2 separate regions of the Mus musculus genome follow, and region 1 is linked to region 2. Evidence: chromatin contacts called from public promoter capture Hi-C data. All regions are on one chromosome and are shown on one strand. Each heading gives the region's core, a stretch centred on a gene start, on an enhancer-like site or on the middle of the called end of the contact. The rest is flanking DNA. Distances are from core to core; before and after follow the strand shown. Region 1 overlaps Hpse2 (heparanase 2). Region 2 holds the start of Hps1 (HPS1, biogenesis of lysosomal organelles complex 3 subunit 1).

Region 1 (5,324 bases), core at 574-3,073, 240 kb before region 2:
TCCATCTTTTGCAAAGTTTCTTTGATAAGGGGTGGAGACTACACTTATCTGTATATATAAGATTGTTATTATGGATTATGGTAGTTTAGTTAAGGGGTGGTTTGTAAATTCTTCTTCAATATCCGTGGCTTCAGCAACACTTAGTAATGAGCTTGATTTTTAGTACCAGATAGAGCTTCCCCTGTGTTGGATGGGTCTTAAGTTCAGTTAGAGAGCTGTTGGTTGCCTCCAAGATATGTGTGCCACTACTGTGCCCTAAGGTTGTCATGTCATGTTAGGTAGGAGTGTTGGTTGCCTCTCTACTGTGGAAATTTTCATGGCACCTTCTGGTACCATGAAAGCGAGTCCTCAAGGAGAAAGCATTAGAGTCACTGAAACTTCTTTAAAGATATGGCTAAAATTCATAAGTACAAGTTTTCCAATCCTTGAGTTTTCTTTGTTGGAAGACTATCATGGCTTCAACTGTATTAGATATATTTGGATTATTTAATTCTTCTTGATTAAGTTTGTGTATGTAATAAGTATGTAGAATTTTGTATATGTCTAGGTTTTCTATTTTTTTAATCTTCAAGAAATTCTCTTATTTTATCATATAGATTTCATAGTCTATCTACTTGGGAAAGTTTAAGCTTAGTAATTCTCTCTCTCTCTCTCTCTCTCTCTCTCTCTCTCTTTCTCTCTCTCATTCCCTCCCCTCCTTTCAGTTCTGTTTTCCTCACTTCATCCTTCACTTCCTTCCATTCTCTCTTTCCCTACCTCCTTCCTTTTTTCCTTCCTCCACAAATTTTTATTCTGAAATTGAAACTTTGAGAAAAGCTGAAAGACTAGATTCCATCAATTTACCACGTTTCCTTTCTTAGCTACCTACACTTATTTTGTTAAATACTAATGAACTTCCTATTAATAGGGTATTCTTTTTAGTAACCTCGATGCCATCACTGTATAAGTGTATAATGCCATACTGTATGAATATAAAGTAAGAACATGACCATTCCAAGATATGGTTGAGGGGAAATCTATTGTAGATATGAGGAAGAGTCCAGAGAAATGCTACTGAACACAGCCAGCAGAGTGGACTTGGCTATTCAGTGGGGAGAGCAAGAGAAGATGGAAAAGAAAGTATGGGTCAAGGACACCAAAAGAGGAAGAGAAAGAGAGGAGCAAGTGAGCACATGGCTGAAGATGGGACTGCCAGACCTGCCCACACTGTTATCTGGTTCAGTCCTAGAGTGTGTGGAGGCATGTTATGCAGATCAACCAAACACAATAGAGATGATCATAAGTCAGCTGTGCATGTGCATATGTATGATTCTACAATCTGCAATTCTGCAGTGGGGCAGCTCCAGATGGACTTAGCAGAAGACAATGAAAGTTGAGATGTTCCTCTCAACTCTGTGGGATAATTTTACTTTAGCAATTTTTGGTGCTGTGTTTCTGCTGGATTCTGAAAATTGTCAGGATTCAGTTGTTCTCCTCACTCCTCAAAAGATTCTTTGTACTGTCTCCACAGGTGGGAGCTTTGGACATCATCAGTGCTAGAGAGTGTCGGGGCCTTTGCGAATTACTTTATCCCCAACCCTCCAATTTCTAACATGTTTAGAATCATGTTAAATGAAAATCTACAAAATGGAAATTCTTATTCGATGAACTCTAAAGAGATAAAAAGATCAGGCAATGTGAGAAAGGGGGAAAGCCCAAGTATTTCTGGTAGGGAGAAGCAAGACTGAGCCCAGTGGAAAAGGCTGAGTGTTTGGCTGCCAATATCTATTACTTAACAGCTGACATTTTCCAGATCTCACTTTGGGGAAGGCAACACCTGATTTCACTTAAACTTGCAGCATCTGCCCTGCTGCTTTCCCTGGCCAGCCTAATGCCTCACCCACCAGCACCATGATGAGCAAAAGAAAAGAGGCTGCAATTAGCTGTGAAAGGGGGTTGGGATGAGTTGGGACCCTGAGTCATCACCAGAGTTCTGATCTAATTGTGTAGATAGCTGGCGTGGGAGCTTTCTCCCATATGTGCAACACCGGCAAACACATACATGTGCCAAGAGGCCAGAGCAGGACTGGCCTGATCCTTTCTACATACTGTGATTTTGGGGGTTATTTTTTTGTTTGTTTGTTTTTTGTGGTAGTGATTGTTCTAATAGCTGTGGCTCGCTAGCCTCTGCTTTCCCCAATCACAATCACTGCTGGACATGTGGAGCAGATAAAAACATTTCTCTCAAACATTAGCCTTGCCAAAGAGAACTAGTAAAAGACGATCAGAGCACTAATGTTGAATTATTTTGTCTCTCATTTAGAGCTCTTGGGATCTGCTCCAAGTATCCAGCGATTGTGCCCATAGGAAAAAACCACACACAACTGAACACTGTTCAGAATTTCAGATTTCAACAAGAGTCTCATAGGCAACATTACCAATGACATTTTCTCTCCAGAATTTGACTGTGGATGATTGATATTTTGTGGCCATGTTCAAGGCATGAAGCACCTCTTTTCCATACCCATTCTTACAATGAGTCAAATTAGTCAACAAATGGTAGACATCTAACTTTAATTAGGCATGGTTCTGGAACCCTTTTGCTGCATACTCTATATTGCTGTACTCTGAAACGAGCATCATGGTTGTACTTCACTTTTCCCAGTATCACAGCCCACTGTGTTTAAACATCCCTCTCAGTGTCTGCGTAGTCTCTTTTCCTCAATTTAGTAGCTGGAGTAGATGGCCATAGACCCTTCTGGGGAAGGAGAATTAAAATAGTATATAATCCTACAATTTCCTCCCAATGACCTGACCATTTCTTCAGTTAAAAGGTTTGCTATCTGAAAATCTGTTCTGCACCAGGAACTATCAAATGATCAAAACATTTCATTAGGGCAACTGTCCTCCAATTCCCACTGATCCATTTTGGTTTTTGTTTCTTTTGGGGGTGTGGCCCTTAATGATACAGACCCATATTTCTGTCCATATATTTGCTTCTAGGGATGTCATGTTTTGCTCTTTCCACAAGTCTCTGACCCTCAAGCTCAGCTGGTGTCCCTCTGATCTTGCTACTCACTTGGCTTTTAAAAGTAAGCATCAACCCGGCTTGCCTGCCCCCTTCCTAAATCATCTTCATGGTGTTGACAACACCAAAGTTTGCCTATAGGTACAAGTCATCATTGTCAGTGTTAGTTAGTAGTTAGATGTTCCTCTTAGCAGCCTGTCCATACCAGCCTTGGTGAATAGTGGCAACTGAGGTTGGAAGGTGGGATACCACTCACTGGCTTATGCATTAAACACTTTGTCTTCAGCTTGTCCCACTGTTTAGGGAGATTGTGGGAACTTTACAAGGTAAGACCTTTGTAGAGACAATAAATCTCAACGAGTGTGACTTTGATAGTCTCTGGTCCCTTCTCCTTTGGTCACCATGAAGTAAACAGTTTCCTTTTCACAAGCTCTTACCATTACCTCCTGCCTTACATTAATTGAGTCTAGGACTGTGGATTGAAATCTCTGTAATCACGACCCAAAATAAAAATTTAAAAATCCCCCATTTAAGATGTTTGTGTCAAGCATTAGGTTACAGGTGTACACATGTAACTACTTTAGATTTTCTCTGTCACATAATCCTCAGACTGTCTTCTGGCCTTTTTATGTCCATTTGAACTTGAGCACTTCTCTCAGCCCCTCAGACCTCCCTCTATGATCAATTAGTACAACTAGAATACTTCTAGTTTGTTCACTGTGGTCATAACTCTTCCTAGGCTTCTAAATATGATAGTAGCATTAATTTTGTCCCATCTCCAATGATTTTTGCCAGGACATTAAATCTTATATCCAAGAGAGTGACCTAAAATTCAGTTTCTTCATCAAATGCCTTTAAAATAGTTCCAGGAGAACATCCTTGGCTCCTCCTGGTAATTCTCACAACTCTTTGGCTGCATACTATTTTTATTTATTTACTTGGGTTATGCTGAACTATCCTAATTCTATTGTAGTTATTTAACCATTGGCAAGGACACTAGTGGGGACAACCACTACAGGATTGTCTATTGCCTTGAGTGGGAGGACCATCCTCAGCACTTTCTAACACTATGTGGGTAGTACCTCTTACTAGGAAGCCACCTTGAAAACATTTGGTGTTCAGTGAGGCATTTACTTCAAATACCTGAAACATCCAACCAGATGCCCCTAGCCCATATTTTAGAGTTTTGGGTGGTTCTAACACACTCTTGGCAGTGTAGCAGCAGACTTGATTCAACATTCAAGCTCTTCTGAAGACCTGTAAGTATCCAGCTCTCCACACTTCCCTTTAGCTGCGTTTATTCTCTTACCATGTATTCTTAGTTCGCTATTTACTGCACTCAGCTTATTGCATTGATTCAGCATCTCAACTCAGCTTTGTATAACCTAAAACTGTTCTCTTTGTAGACATTTTCAATCCCTGAATAATTAAAACTATATCCCTTCTGCCCAGATGGGTGTTTTCTCAAACCACCACCACCAAATCTTCAGCTAGTGAATTAACCGTCACCTTCTATCAGGAATTTTCAATGCATGCCACTTACCCCATTCAAGACAGCCTTCCTCTTGTCTCCTGGCTGCTATGCCTGCTATTTCCAGACTCCCACCCCTCTCACTACCTGTCTTCTTGAACCATTTTGACTCTCATTTGTAATCGTTTAGTTTTCCTAAGCAGGATAGAACAAGATAGGGTTGCATGTGCCAGAGACTGATTGGTGGCAGTGGAGAGTTGATGGGGAAGAAAGACATCAGGCCAGTTCAGTATCTGGGTAGAGGTTCTGAGTGCTGCATATTTGCAAGGCTACATACATGTACACATATATACATAGGATGGCATTGTTATGCCTAGAAGTGAGACTCTACCATGCTATGACTGTTATATTTTTAAAGTTTTAAATTATAATTAAGATATAATTACATCATTTCCTTTGTCTAAGGGAGGGGCCCCATGCAACTTCCCTGCTCCCTGATAGCATGACTGTGTTGTCATTGTCCAGATCCTATTACTGAAGTATTCTGGGTTTAGCTTCCTTGTAACTTCTAGGAGACACACTCTCACAGCAACTCCCTAGTCCTATGGCTCTCACAGTCTTTCTGCAGGCCCCCCGCCCTCACCATTGTTCCAAGTTTTAGGTATAGAAGTTGTATAGTGGATATATCGGTGAACAGCATCGTGTCCTCCACCCATAGTTACTTTGGTTACACTTTAAGAGTATGGACCCATGTGTGCCATAGCAGTGACCCACTGTGCCCAGGGATGCAGATGATTGGGGATAGTCTAATGGCTCTGGCATCTGTGCACACAACAGAGTATGTAT
Region 2 (5,625 bases), core at 2,011-4,510:
CAGATTAAAGGTGTGTTCCACCACACCTTTAATCCCAGATGAAAGGCGTAGCCCAGATTAAAGGTGTGTTCCTTAAACTCGGAGATTCAATCTTCTGGAATCCATAGCCACTATGGCTCAAGATCTTCAAACCAAGATCCAGATAAGGATCTCCAAGCCTCCAGATAAGGGTCACTGGTGAGCCTTCCAATTCCGGATTGTAGTTCATTCCAAATATTGTCAAGTTGACAACCAGGAATAGCCACTACACCTGGGAAGCAATGGATGGCATGAGACCCCATCACGGGTTTGCTATTGGATGATGATTACGGTTTCTATGGTGATTCCAAAGTCTACAGAGCCTGTTACACAGTGCCCTACCCGAGCTTTCTCCTTCACCTGCCCCACTCCTCAAGTCCTGACAATCAAGTTCTTGGCTCATTTTAATCAAAGAACAACCTGAATTAGTCCATTCCTAGTGAACTAGTGAACATTAATAGTACTAGATACTGCGTCCTCTACTGGACATGTGAAGAACAATTTGAAAACCCAGATAGTGTGTGACTTTTCCTGTCTTGCGTGTGCCCGACTCAACCATCAAGAACGACGCTGCAACAGGATCCTTCTGCACACGTTTATTGGGAGAGCTTGATTGCAGAGGCGAAGAGACCCTGAGCCCAGAACTGGTGCTGCTTATATAGGCCTAGGAGAGGCGTGTCTCACACCCAGATTGGTTATGCACTATGCCTCATTTGTATGTTCCTCATCTGATTGACTACTCTCTCTCAGTACCTCACAGAACCTCATTAACATACCTCATTTGCATGTCTCACATCTGATTGGTTATATTCTCAGTAACTCATTAACATGCCCGCGCCAGGCAGTGACTTGACAAAAAGCTTTACTGCGTATGTACACATTGGTTGTTTGTCCAAACTTATGCGTGGTGGCCAGCAGTAGCCAGCGCCACTCTGCAACAGCACATGTGGCTTCCCACATTCCTGGAAGGATGTGTGCAAAGTCTACTCCGCCAAGACAGGGCATCAACGATAGACCAGAAAAAAAAAAAATGACTCCCTCAAGGTCTAGCTTAATGACTGAACACATTCACTGAGGTGACTTCCAGGAGCACGGGCTACTCAAGAGCAGCTGCACCACACAATACCCAACCCAGCATAGAGGACAAGTCATGAAAGCTGCCTCCCTGGCTCCACCAGAGTCTCCTCTCCCTAGCTTTCATGACCGTGGGGAGGGACCACGAGAATCCTATAATCTACTGAGTCTCCAAGGCTTTTCTCGTGAGCCCGAGCCTCAGAGGCTCCTCCTCCCACCAAAAGAGAAAGTTTCCGTTCAGAGGAATGAGTTACAGAGCAAACTGCAAGGTGGGCAGTTGGGCCACTGAAGGTGCAGAAGCTAAGCCACATCCACAGGCCACGGCAGCACTACCAGACCCATTTTGATCACTTCAGAAGAGAAATTGTCCAGACTCTCCGTCCCTCAGAGTCCTCATCTATAAAATGAGGACTTTAGGTTAGGTGTTCATGACTGGGCCGGGACAGGAGGTAACTCTAGAGTTTGCTGGCAGCTAGCCTGACCAAAAAGTAGTAAACTCCTCATGTACTCATGGGCCACACTTAAACATACACACACACACACACACACACACACACACAGAGACAGATCAAATAATGGTATTTTTAATATATATCTAACTTAAAACATATCTACAACATAAAGAAATCTTACAATCCAATAATAAGTCAATGGCTAAAAATAGATTAATAATAATAATAATAAAAGGGGTAGAAGATATGAATAAATGTTTATTTGAAAGCAAAAAAAATTTTAAAGCTACACAAATGAAGAGAAAAACCACATGAAGAGATGATCGGCGCCATTCTTTAGTCATCTGCAAGACACAAGTCACTAGCATCAGGTAACATGGACTAGATTAGTTATAAATTGTTCACGGGTAACAGTTATTCAGGCTTACAAACTGTTTGAAACAAGGGGGAAATGACCGACCGAAGTCAGGATAGTGTCGGCAGATTCAGGACTCCAGGAGACTGATGCTTGTGGCTGTACTGTGGAGCCTGGCTGAGCAGGGTGGTGGCGAAGGCGCAGGCGCAGGCGTTTGCGATGTTGTTTAATTGTACCTTAGGTAGCTAGAGTGGCCGCAGCACTGGCTCTTGGCCTCTGCCTAGTGGGTGCGGAGTGCTCATGCTGGGTCGTACACAAAGTTTCTCAGAAGCACCAAGGTACCCAATGAGGACCTGTGGTAGGCGCCCAACCTCTTCTGTGGACTCCATTGGCCTTCTTCACTCTTTCTGCCCCTCCAAATACACATAAAAATCTTGATAGTATGCAATCACTCGCAGGTTCAAGACAAAAGCCCTAATGTGTATGCAGCCCTCAGTCAGACTGGGAACCTTTGTAAATCAAGGAGCCCAAAGGTAGCTGGGCTCTTCTGCATGGTGTACTGGCTGGTTTTGTGTCAACTCGACACAGCTGGGGTTATCACAGAGAAAGGAGCTTCAGTTGAGGAAATGCCTCCATGAGATCCAGCTGTAAGGCATTTCCTCAATTAGTGATCAAGGGGGAAAAGCCCCTTGTGGGTGGGACCATCTCTGGGCTGGTGGTCTTGGGTTCTATAAGAGAGCAGGCTGAGCAAGCCAGTAAAGAACATCCCTCCATGGCTTCTGCATCAGCTCCTGCTTCCTGACCTGCTCGAGTTCCAGTCCTGACTTCCTTTGGTGATGAACAACAGTATGGAAGTGTAAGCCGAATAAACCCTTTCCTCCCCAAACTGCTTCTTGGTCATGATGTTTGTGCAGGAATAGAAACCCTGACTAAGACACACGGGTTCCGCCCCCTGGAGGTAAGTAAGGGAAAGCACCCACAAAAAGGGTACCTTTCACCTACAACTAGATTCGGCAAGAAAACGAAAGGCTGGGAAGGGCCAGGTGAAGGTGCAAGGAAACCTGGGTTCTGGTTCCATTTGTTCCTTCTTCAGCAAGGGGGTTCCCTCGGGGTTCTCAGTTGCCCCTTCTGTAAATCTGTGGGGAATCCCTTTAGCTAAATCAAGCAAAAGAGACTCTAGAAATGTCACCGGCTCAGCTGGTGCCTCTAAAGGCAGTGAGATACCTACTTATGCCAGGGTGAACGTGGCACGGCTCCCTAGCGGCGGGTGACCAGCAAGCACAGTAGCCTGAAGGGTGAGCAATGCCTGACGGGGCGGGGCTCGAACCCACAAAGCAGGCCCCGGTCATGTGGCTGAGTCACGTGTCCTACCCGGAAGCGCGCCGCAGGCTGGCTACACGCTGGGCGGTGCGAGCCGCGGATCCGGTACGTGGGCATCGTGGGTGACCAAGCGCAGTCCTGGGTCGCCCCTCGGTGGGCACCTCCGGCAAGCTCTCCCAGTTTGGAGAGGCCCGGGCACCCGGGGAAACCCGCATCAGTCTCATGCCTTTTGGAGCGGGCGTCACAAGCCAGGCCTTCGTCCCCGGGAGGAGAGGGGGAGGGTACGTCAGAATTTCTGGGTGTCGTTGAAAGAGTGCTAAGCAGCTATTGGGCGGAGCCACGCAGTGAGGCGGTGCTAAGCGGCGCAGGGAGAGACTCCCTCCTAGGCCAGCTGCTCCTGCTGGAGCATCACAGGCTATAGTCCCCACCCCTCGCACCCACCCCCCAACTGAGCTGTGTTAGGCGGGACAGAGGCCACGGGGACAGTTTGCTAGGGACAATGAGAGAACTGTGACCCGGGTGGTAAAAGTGGGTGCAGGGGATTTTTCTCAGAATCGCCCTTCTCTTCAAAGTTTCCTCCTTTTAGAGCAAAATATAAAGAGAACAAAGATCAGAAAATGAGGTTAGCCGCAACCGTAAAACCAGATACCCACCGAAAAGTATGCGGGTGCTTACCGGAAGTTACCATCAAGGCAAGCCCGAGAATGGTGCAGCCAGGCTCAGAGTTTCATTGCTTTCAAAATCCCCAGGATCAAACCTTCCTCCTCCGCCTTAGATTCTTCTTGCCTGTTATCAAAATGGGAGGATTCCAGAGGCAGCTTATTTCTCTTGTTATTTGAAGCCGGGAAATAAGAATAACACCTACCCACCGTTCTTGTCCTTAAGATGAGCCTACTGGGCTGAGGTTGCGACCTGGCTGGTAGGAACCCCGTAACCCGGTAGGAAGGTGCAACAGCGCTCTGTTCCCTGGCCTCCCAAGAGGAGTTTGAATCTCTGAGTTGAATGGGACCTTAGGAAAGCCCAACCAGAACCAAACCCGAATGCAGCTTTTCACTGGGACCTCCTGCCAGCTTGCGATGGGTTGTGTAGTAACCCATCCCTGCTCACCGCTCCCTGGGGCTGCTCAGGGTGGGATTGCTGACCCCACCTGTGTGTGAATGAGTGACCCAAATATAAACTGTCCAGTTGCAGAGGAGGTAGGAGCTAATGTGTCATCAACGCTTGCTCCACATAAAGGACACCTTCTAGCTTGTGGTCCTTAAAATGGGGGAACCTGTGACTTCTCAGCCCGTGTCCAGGTTGTCCACTCTCAGGAACAGGCGGCAGTGGAAACCAGACCCTCTGAATGCCTTCATGCCTTTTCTGCCTTAAGCATTTGCAGGCCCAAGGATGCTGTGCTGCTGTTGTCTGCTGACCTGGTCAGAGTATCTAGCTCCTCAGAAGCCCTGCTGTGTGCTTTGCCAAGGTAAACCATGCTCCTCTCCTGGAGGATGGAGGGTGGAGAGGTGGGCAGCACCCACTTGAAGAGCAGAATGAGAGGAGCGAACTGAACTGCCACATGCACCTCTTTGTACATTTCTTCCCCCTCCCCCTCTCCAGCCCTGCCCCCACCCCCCATGTCACTACTTCATTGGGGGAACCAAAGACAGGAACCCCAGAAGGACTGGGTGATGGCAGGCATGCAGACGAGGGTTCCGTGAGTGTCCATTGTTTTGAAGCCCATCTCCTTACCCAGGCTGAACTCACGGATGTGACCTTTGCCCTCGCTTTTCCCTGGAAGATGAAGTGCGTGTTGGTGGCCACCGAGGGCGCAGAGGTCCTCTTCTACTGGACAGATGAGGAGTTTGCTGAGAGCCTCCGGCTGAAGCTCCAGCAGTCAGAGGATGAGGAAGAGGAGGTAATTACAGAACAGGCCGTCCTGGTGGAGGTGGGGTTGGTAGAGGAGCCACAGAGCCACCCGAGGCCAGGAGGTCCCAGTGCCTCTTCCAGGCAGGCAGGAGGAGTCCGCAGGGCCTGTGCCTGGCCAACAGGGGGCAGCCTTTTGATGTCTTGAGTACTGTGATTTCCTATCTCACTGTCTGGGCCAGTGATTGGGGAAGGGGGTAAATTTTAGCCTCACAAGAGGGAGACTTGATGTCAGGTTCTCCATCTGAAAAGCTTGGCGTACCCATAATGATTAATTTTTAACAACTCTATTAAGTATAACTAGACCAACTGTTATCTGTTCACATTTAAATTATATAGTCCGATATATCTATATCTGTGATTCCATCATAGTCAGTGAACTGTCTGCCACCCCCAAAGGCTTTAACCCCTCTTTCACTTCTTTTCTCCCTAAGAGTCAGTGAGCCATTGCTGTCCGGTGAGTCTGTTATGTAGACCTATCTAGAACAATCATACACAGCA

What was found. Promoter capture Hi-C pulls out the DNA fragments that hold promoters and counts their contacts.
Region 1: a contact with region 2 is called in a promoter capture Hi-C map of hippocampal neurons, with 2.9 times the contacts expected there. The contact joins the enhancer-like site here to the promoter of Hps1 in region 2. A contact is called at or near these places in 6 of 39 promoter capture datasets (embryonic stem cells, frontonasal cranial neural crest, hippocampal neurons and 2 more), 2 of 484 Hi-C or Micro-C datasets (ECoMG myeloid progenitors and embryonic stem cells), 3 of 115 datasets of contacts at active chromatin or transcription factors (embryonic stem cells and stem cell-derived neural progenitor cells) and 2 of 9 other capture datasets (embryonic stem cells and liver).

What each region holds. Positions count from the first base shown.
Region 1 is chr19:43,019,425-43,024,748 of GRCm38.p6, reverse strand. All of the region lies in intron 3 of Hpse2 (heparanase 2), which reads left to right. Among named protein-coding and RNA genes, the nearest start is that of Hps1, 240 kb to the right of the region's middle. Within about 2 kb of position 1,823, at least 4 of the 459 cell types and tissues checked have an H3K27ac peak or open chromatin away from gene starts, as enhancers often do. A contact at or near this core is called in hippocampal neurons, where this site is marked.
Region 2 is chr19:42,777,613-42,783,237 of GRCm38.p6, reverse strand. Hps1 (HPS1, biogenesis of lysosomal organelles complex 3 subunit 1) reads left to right here and starts at 3,260. Exons shown (of 20, transcript NM_019424.3): 1 at 3,260-3,324; 2 at 4,592-4,684; 3 at 4,955-5,116. The coding sequence starts at 5,000. It overlaps Gm16244 (a long non-coding RNA gene), which reads right to left and starts at 4,206. Exons shown (of 2, transcript XR_386720.3): 1 at 3,895-4,206; 2 at 1,664-3,798.